Linked DNA regions of Mus musculus: region 1 is linked to region 2. Evidence: chromatin contacts called from public HiChIP or PLAC-seq data. All regions are on one chromosome and are shown on one strand. The core of a region is the stretch at or near the end of the contact, and the rest is flanking DNA. Distances in the headings are between cores, read along the strand shown.

The links. HiChIP or PLAC-seq counts read pairs in DNA pulled down with a chosen protein or histone mark.
Region 1: a contact with region 2 is called in a FOXA1 HiChIP or PLAC-seq map of pancreatic cancer cells. The contact joins the promoter of Hcrtr1 here to the promoter of Hdac1 in region 2. A contact is called at or near these places in 2 of 115 datasets of contacts at active chromatin or transcription factors (microglia and pancreatic cancer cells).

What each region holds. Positions count from the first base shown.
Region 1 is chr4:130,137,087-130,140,898 of GRCm38.p6, reverse strand. Hcrtr1 (hypocretin (orexin) receptor 1) reads left to right here and starts at 1,737. Exons shown (of 9, transcript NM_198959.2): 1 at 1,737-1,891; 2 at 2,703-2,820; 3 at 3,232-3,469; 4 at 3,609-3,787. The coding sequence starts at 3,271.
Region 2 is chr4:129,541,126-129,544,782 of GRCm38.p6, reverse strand. It overlaps Hdac1 (histone deacetylase 1), which reads left to right and starts at 2,137. Exons shown (of 14, transcript NM_008228.2): 1 at 2,137-2,202. The coding sequence starts at 2,154.

The DNA of each region.
Region 1 (3,812 bases), core at 488-2,987, 600 kb before region 2:
GACACATAAGACATCTCTTACCCAGGGGGAAGCCAATCATCATCCAAAAGCCTACTCTCGTACGGAGACACACAAATACCCATGGCTAGTTTCTTTAGAGACATCCTAACCACCCTCTGTGAATATATAAACCCTCTCCCTTATCACCCCACTGTGTCTCTCTCTGTGTGTCTCTGCTGTCTCTCTGCCTCTCTCTGTCGCTGTCTCTGTCTCTGTCTGTCTCTGTCTCTGTCTCTGTCTCTGTCTCTGTCTCTCTCTCTCTCTCTCTCTCTCTCTCACACACACACACACACACCACAGTCCCTCTTCTCTGGAGTCCTTCATCCATCCCCTGCCTCAGGCAGCACTCAGAGCAGACATGACAGTTTTAGAGTCCTAGAGATCTGTGGCCTATATTCTTGCATACAGATGCCACAACTACCCAAGGACAGAGTTTCTGCCTTGGGTCCAGCCACTCCCATTCTTCCAGAGTAGATAGAGGTCACCAGACCCAGAAGGGTGATGTCCTAGTCATCTGCTCACAGACCCCCTGTTTGCATCTCCAGTGCCTTAGAAGAGGGTCTGGCTGCAAAGGGAAGATGGTGGTTACAACTCCCAGGAAGGAAGGGATGTGTGAGAAAGGACCCTTGCTTGGACGACACTGTCTTGAGGTGATAGGTGGACAAAGTCCCCACCCACCTGCTAGGATTCCCAGGAGACCTGATCCAATCATGTGCACCTGCTGTTGTCTGCCTTAAAGACACACACACACACACACACACACACACACACACACACACACACCTCCGTGTTAACCCAAGGGCCACTTGGTCCTGCTTCCGGCTTCAGAGCAGGTGTTGCTGTTCTAGGAAGTCCTGGGTGAGCTCTTCTGCTCTGTTGTGACTCTCAGCTCCCTAGGTCTCACCCATCTTTGTGGACACCATAGGGAAATGCCTTACTCCCCGGAAGCCTACATCCTATGCAGAACTGGGGGTTAGAGGGGCTCTGGGAGATCTGAGAGTGAAACACAGGTTCGAACCTCAGCACTGCCTCTGACCTTGGGCAAAGCCCCGAGCTGTGTGTATCCAAGGACTTATCTGTAAAATGGGGACAGTAATAACTATCTCCCCCAGGCTGACGCGGGGATTAAATGAGATCATGCATTGAGTATCCTGTGGAAATGGCGGCCGTATTACAGGTTCATTGCTTGCCACAGAGATTGGTAAATATTGAGTTAATGAACGCCTCCAGCTTCCCTTCTTCTGCCTCCACCTCATGTCTGTGCTTTAGGAGGGGGAAAGTAAATGTGAACAAGAAGGATTTGGGGCAGGGAGAACGGGAAAGATCAGGGCTTTCTGACATCTCTGGACACCAGCTGCTCCAGCGCGTCCTGAGATTGCTTGAAGGCGGCACCGGCATCCTCTTACCCTTATGCCACTCACCTGTGCCACCACCCTAATCGGTCAGGTGAGGCAGCAAGTAGTGGTGGGGTCCACCCCTGCTCTGTGGCCCCTCGACGCTCCCCACCCCAGGTGCGTGCTGAATGCCGGGTGGCGGGAGCGTAAGTGTGCGAAGGATGTGAATGAGCCAGTGGACGCGTGAATGGAGGTGGATGGAAGCGTGAAGTACAAGGCGGGGCTCCAGCTGGGTGACCTCGAGTGCAGACAGGCCGGGGCTCCCTCCCCTCTCCTCCCAGCATCCCGCTCCGCTCCCCTCCCCGCGGCGCGCAGCCCTCCCTAGCCCTCCCGAGCTACCGCGGGCACCAGAGCCGGGACCACGCAGCCACTGAGCGGACAGCGCCGCCTCAGGAGGGGGCTACCCCGCCGCGTCTCCAGTTCCGCACCAAGGCGAAGTCCCGCGAGCAAGGTCCAGGTTCCAGCAACGGAGGATGCCCGGGGCCGGGAGCCAACAGGTGCGGGGCGTGGGCGACCCCCAGGACTGACTTGGGGATTCCAGAAGAGCATCGGCAGGTGATGGAGGGGGCTGGAGTCTCTGGGGACCTGGGTGCCGGAAGACTGCGCCACCCCCCACTCCGCTCACCTCCGGGAGGTACCCTTTAGCGCACTTGCTGCCCCTTCTGGGAATCCTCCCAGACCCCCTAAGGAGCAGGGAGGTCCCGCTGGGAAATCGGTAGGCCAATGTCTCTGCCCCTTCCCCTAGGGCTCTCGAAAGGACTGTCCATCCTCTTAACACCAATCTGGGGTCGTCCCTACCCAGCCAAGGGAAGAAGGGGTCTGAGCAAGGGAGGAGGGAGCGGCCTGAGCCAGGCCGGATTTATGAATGGAGAGCGGCCTGCGCACCGGCTCAGCGACCCCTGGCGGCCGTCGGGGAGCATCTCGGCCCCGGGGACTCCAGGAGACCTAGCAAGGGGGGTCTTGAGAAGCCTGTTTCTTGGCGTGAGGATCCTCCTTTCGTCTCTCCTAGGAAGGTGCTTACCCGCACTCCTCTTCGCGGGTCTGTGCGTTCCCGCGCGTGTACGCTCACTGAGGAGGATCTGGCAAGTCTAGTGGGCGGGACCTAGGTCTTTAATATCTCCCTGCACCCTTTTCCCAGCCAAGGGAAAAGGCTTGAGGACTGACTCAAGAAAGAATATTTGTCGTTGGGGATGGGTTTCCTTCCTAAATCTGTGGTGGCCGGAGGACTCAGACTGTCCTGGATTGGCTTTGTGACCTTGAACAAGGGACTCAACCTCTCAGCTTCCCGTCTCTCCATCCACACAACAGGGCTTGCTAATAATGATACCGAATACTGACTGGAGGGCCAGCTTCTGGGTGTACCAGGCTCTGGGTGAAGTAGTTCCCAAACCTTAGAGCTCAATACTCTTCATCGTGGCTCTGGAAGGTAGGTAACTTTAATACTCTGTTGGACCACTGGGTGGGGAAACTGAGTCTCAAGGAGGGAGGTAAAAGGTGCCTAGCTCCACCATTCCCACCCCATGACTAAGAATAAAGAGACGGAGGTAGACAAAGTCCCTAATGTCCTCTTCTTTCCTTCCTTCCTTCCTTCCTTCCTTCCTTCCTTCCTTCCTTCCTTCCTTCCTTCTTTCCTTCCTTCCTTCCTTCCTCCCTCCCTCTCTCCCTCCCTCCCTTCCTCCCTTCCTTCCTTCCTCCCCTCCTTTCTTCCCTCCTTCCTTTCTTCCCTACCTCCTCTCCCTCAGGAAGTTTGGTCTGAGACCCCAAAGACCTGAGGGCAAGACCAGGGCCTTTGAAAGGAGTGGGCTGAGGGCTTGTGGGAGTTTCTCTTTCTCCACAGAGCCCAGGACTCTCCTCAGCTGAAGTGGCTCCTAAACTCATGGAACCCTCGGCCACTCCTGGGGCCCAGCCTGGAGTCCCCACTAGTAGTGGGGAACCCTTCCATCTGCCTCCAGACTATGAGGACGAGTTCCTCCGATACCTGTGGCGCGATTATCTCTACCCGAAGCAGTACGAGTGGGTTCTCATTGCAGCCTACGTGGCTGTGTTCCTCATAGCCTTGGTGGGCAATACCCTGGGTAGGTGTCTGTTTTCTTCTGAACTAGAGGGAGTCCTGGGCCTTCCCTTCATACCCATTCTTGCTGGTGAGGTCGGGATGGGGCCTGAATGTGTGTGGCTTTGCTAACTGGCTTCACCTCACCTTGCTGCTCTCTGCAGTCTGCCTGGCTGTGTGGCGGAACCACCACATGAGGACAGTCACCAACTACTTCATTGTCAACCTGTCCCTGGCAGATGTGCTGGTGACTGCCATCTGCCTGCCTGCCAGCCTGTTAGTGGACATCACCGAGTCGTGGCTCTTCGGCCAGGCTTTGTGCAAGGTCATTCCCTATCTCCAGGTTAGCTCTCCCATGGCCCTCAGCA
Region 2 (3,657 bases), core at 888-3,387:
GAAATGGAAGTCTGTGTCCTGGCCCTCTGCCATCACACAGCCTCCCTGTCACTAAAGGCCCTGTGCAATTCCCAAGGGAGTGACGCTGAGCATACAAGGGCTGGGGGTTGTGGTGCAAGCCTCAATCCCAGCTTTTCAGAACAGGGCTTCATTGTGTAGCTCTGGCTGTCTTGGAACTCACTATGTAGACTAGGGTGGCTTCCATTCACAGAGATCTACAGTCCAGTGCTGGTATTAAACTCGTGTGCTACTATGTCCAACTGTTGTAGGAAACAAACAAACAAACAAACAAACCCCAAAAAACAAAAAACTCAGCACAGAGCCTTTTGGTGGATCAATAATGGCTACTTGAAGATTGACGGATTCAGGTTTTGTAGGAGCATGGGAGATGGTGGTTTTCTGCCATTTAGACACTCCCAGACATTTGTCAATGTGTAAGGACAATTTTGGGTGTCACAGTAAGGGCGTGTGTGGGGTGTTGCTACTGGTATAGAAGAAGGCCAAGCAGTCAATTAACATCTAAAAGGCCCGAAGACAGCCCCTACAACAAAGAGTGTAAGTAATTCAAGGTTAAGAAATTTTGCTGGCATGGCTTGAGGGTGGGGGAGTGGTGAAGGTCTTTTTTTTTGTTGTTGTTGTTGGTTCCCCCCCCACCCCCCAGACACGGTTTCTCTGTATAGCCACGTCTGTCCTGGAACTCACTGTGTAGACCAGGCTGGCCTCAAATTTAGAAATCAGCCTGCCTCTGCCTCTCAAGTGTTGGGATTAAAGACATATGCCACCCACTCTGGGGATAGAGGCAGGCAGATTTCTGAGTCGAAGACTCAGTTGAAATAAGGAGATCTGACGCCCTTCTGGTCTGGTGTGTGTCTGAAGGCAGCTACAGTGTACTTAATAAATAAATAAATAAATAAATAAATCTTTAAAAAAAAAAAAGGCAGGTGTGGTGGGGCATGCCTTTAATCACAGCACTCCGGAGGCAGAGGCAGGCAGATGTCTGAGTTCGAGCCCAGCCTGGTCTACAAAGTGAGTTCCAGGACAGCCAGGGCTATACAGAGAAACCCTATCTTGAAAAACAAACAAACAAACAAAAAAGCAAAAACAAACGAAGAAACAACCCCGCCCCCCCACCCCCACGTCCCCCCCAAACAACAACTTAGGCTTTCAGTTTAGAAAAATTAAGTTCTGGGTAGGTGAGATGGTTGCTGCCACCATGCCTGACCCAAATTTTCTGGATGGATCGCCCCGCCCCCACCCAGAGCCATTACATAGGAACACTCCCTCCAACACTCCCTCCAGTAAATTAAAAACTAAACACCAAGTTCTGTTACTTTGTCACAGTGCTCGGGCATATTGGATTTTGTCTTTTTTTAAAAAAAATATGTACAATTGGAGACGGAATTTAATTTGTAACACTGAATAAGCTCTTCAGCTTTACCTGTAAAATTGTTTTGTTATTTTTTGAGACATGCTTTCACTACGGAGAGCAAGTTGGCCTCAGATTACAGAGATCTTCCTGACTCTGCCTCCTGAGTGCTGGGATCAAAGACATAGCAACCACGCCCAACTGAAAACGAGCTTTGACATTAAAAAAGAAAAGTCCGTCAGAACTTATGAGCACATAAAGGTCTTGCCCCACTACAGTAGGCCTCTGGATATTTTCTTTCTGTTCCTTGCCATTCATTTCTCTCTCCAGTTCTAATCCAGACCAAACCTAGTCTTTTAGCTGCGTGACCTTGCGCAAGCATCTTTCCCCGGGAAGCCTCGGCGTATTCTCGGTAAAACGAGAAAGTTGGCCTCTGATCTTTGCACACGCTCCCAACTGTGAAGCGGGCTGCAGAGTTTACGGAGCCGACTCCCTCTCCCGGGACTCGATGGTACGGCCCCCGGTCTCCCCCACCCCTCCGCGCCGGACTTTGGTACAGGCCCAGGGGGCCCGCGGTGGCTTCTCTAAGCTGCCCTTGCCCCCCGCCGAGTTCCGGGCCCGACCCCGCGCATGCCGATTGGTTAGAGTGAGGCCCGGGCTGTGCGGCTATAGGTGATCCCGGGGGTGGGCGGGGCTTCGAGGCCGGCCCCTCCCCCTGGTCGGACGCCGTAAGGAGCCGCGGGCGGGCGGGCGGACAGACTGACGGGAGGGCCGGGCGGCGAGCAAGATGGCGCAGACTCAGGGCACCAAGAGGAAAGTCTGTTACTACTACGACGGTGAGCTGCGGGTGGGCGGCGCGGGCCGGGCGTTGGGGAAAGGCTGGGGGAGGAGGCTGGGAGGAGGCTGAAGCCCCGGGGAGGCTGAGGGAAAGTCGAGGCTGAAGGAGGAGGTTGGAGAGAGGAAGTCGAGGCTGAGGCCGGAGATGAGGTGGGGGTCGTGGAAGGGGTAGTCTGCGGTAATCCCGGTGGCGGAGATTCTCGGGGAATCCGACCTGAAGTTGGAGTGGGATTCCTGGAGGGAAGCCTAAGTGGCGGCGGGGATCGGAATATGATGGAGACGGTTTGCCTGGATATCTTCCCCTGCTGAGAATACAAAGGTTTTTCACTGTCCCCATTCACTCTCTCTCTTTTTCTTTCTTTCTTTTGGTGAGTTCTGCAGGACTGGCCACTCATCCCCTCCCCCACTCCATCCCCCAAGTCTATGAGTAGGGCCTGCAGTTGCTAGTTGGGAAATGGGGCTCCCCGGGGATGCAAGAAGAGAGGTGCATGAAACTTGTTAAAACGACTTTTCATTGAGCCAGCGCGAGCATCTTACTCTGTCCTGGGTTGTGTTTCTGTTGGGGCTGGAGGGCTCATCGAGGCACATTTCCTGTGTTGAGTTCCCGTCTGAAGGGGGAGCTAGACAATGTCACAGGTATCTTTCGGTGTTAGCGCTGGGACAAGGGAATGTGGGGTGGAGGAGAACACAGCAGGAGCCTCAGCCCAACCTGAGAGGAGCAGGTTGTGTGTCAGTGCTTAGGACCCAAGAACTGGAGTTACAAGCCAGGCCCTGGCAAGTGGAGCCAACAGCAGGGGGAGGGGACAGCACCTTTATCTGAGAAAGGGTCTCACAGTGTAACTCAGCTGGTCTTGGATTAAGCCCCTTCTTCTTACTCTTGACTCCAGGCTTACACCACTTGGTCCAGCATTTGTGTTTTGGGAATAGCAGTTGAGTTGTTCAGGGGACATCTAGCCAGCCAGCCAGTAGGCGGTTGGCTGTTTAGATCTGAAATTTAGAAGACAGATATTTTTTGGTAATTGTCGGTATAAAATAATTCAGATAGTAATTTTAGCTGGATTAGAAAAGGGTGTTATAACTCCAGTTGTAGAGGGTGAAGAGCTATGTTGATACTTTTTTTTTTTTTTTGGAAATGGCCTCTGTGTAACCCTGGCTAGCCTGGAACTCACTTTGTAGACCAGGTTTGCTTCCTACTGGAAGAGATTTATCCTACCCCCCTCCCGAGTGCTAGGATTAAAGGCATGTGCCACAACCCTGGCCTGTTTTAATTCTGAAGAAGTGGACTAAGAAGGTTCAGTGGTCCTGATTGCTCTTTCACTATGCTGTCTTTCAACTGTTAGCCACATTCCTGTTTCAGTCTTTCCCAGTGCTGTGGGGTGACGGAGCCACCAAGCCTGGTGTCTTCTTGTTTCTGTTCTGTTTTGTTTTTAAGGCAGGGTCTGTCTCTAACAGCC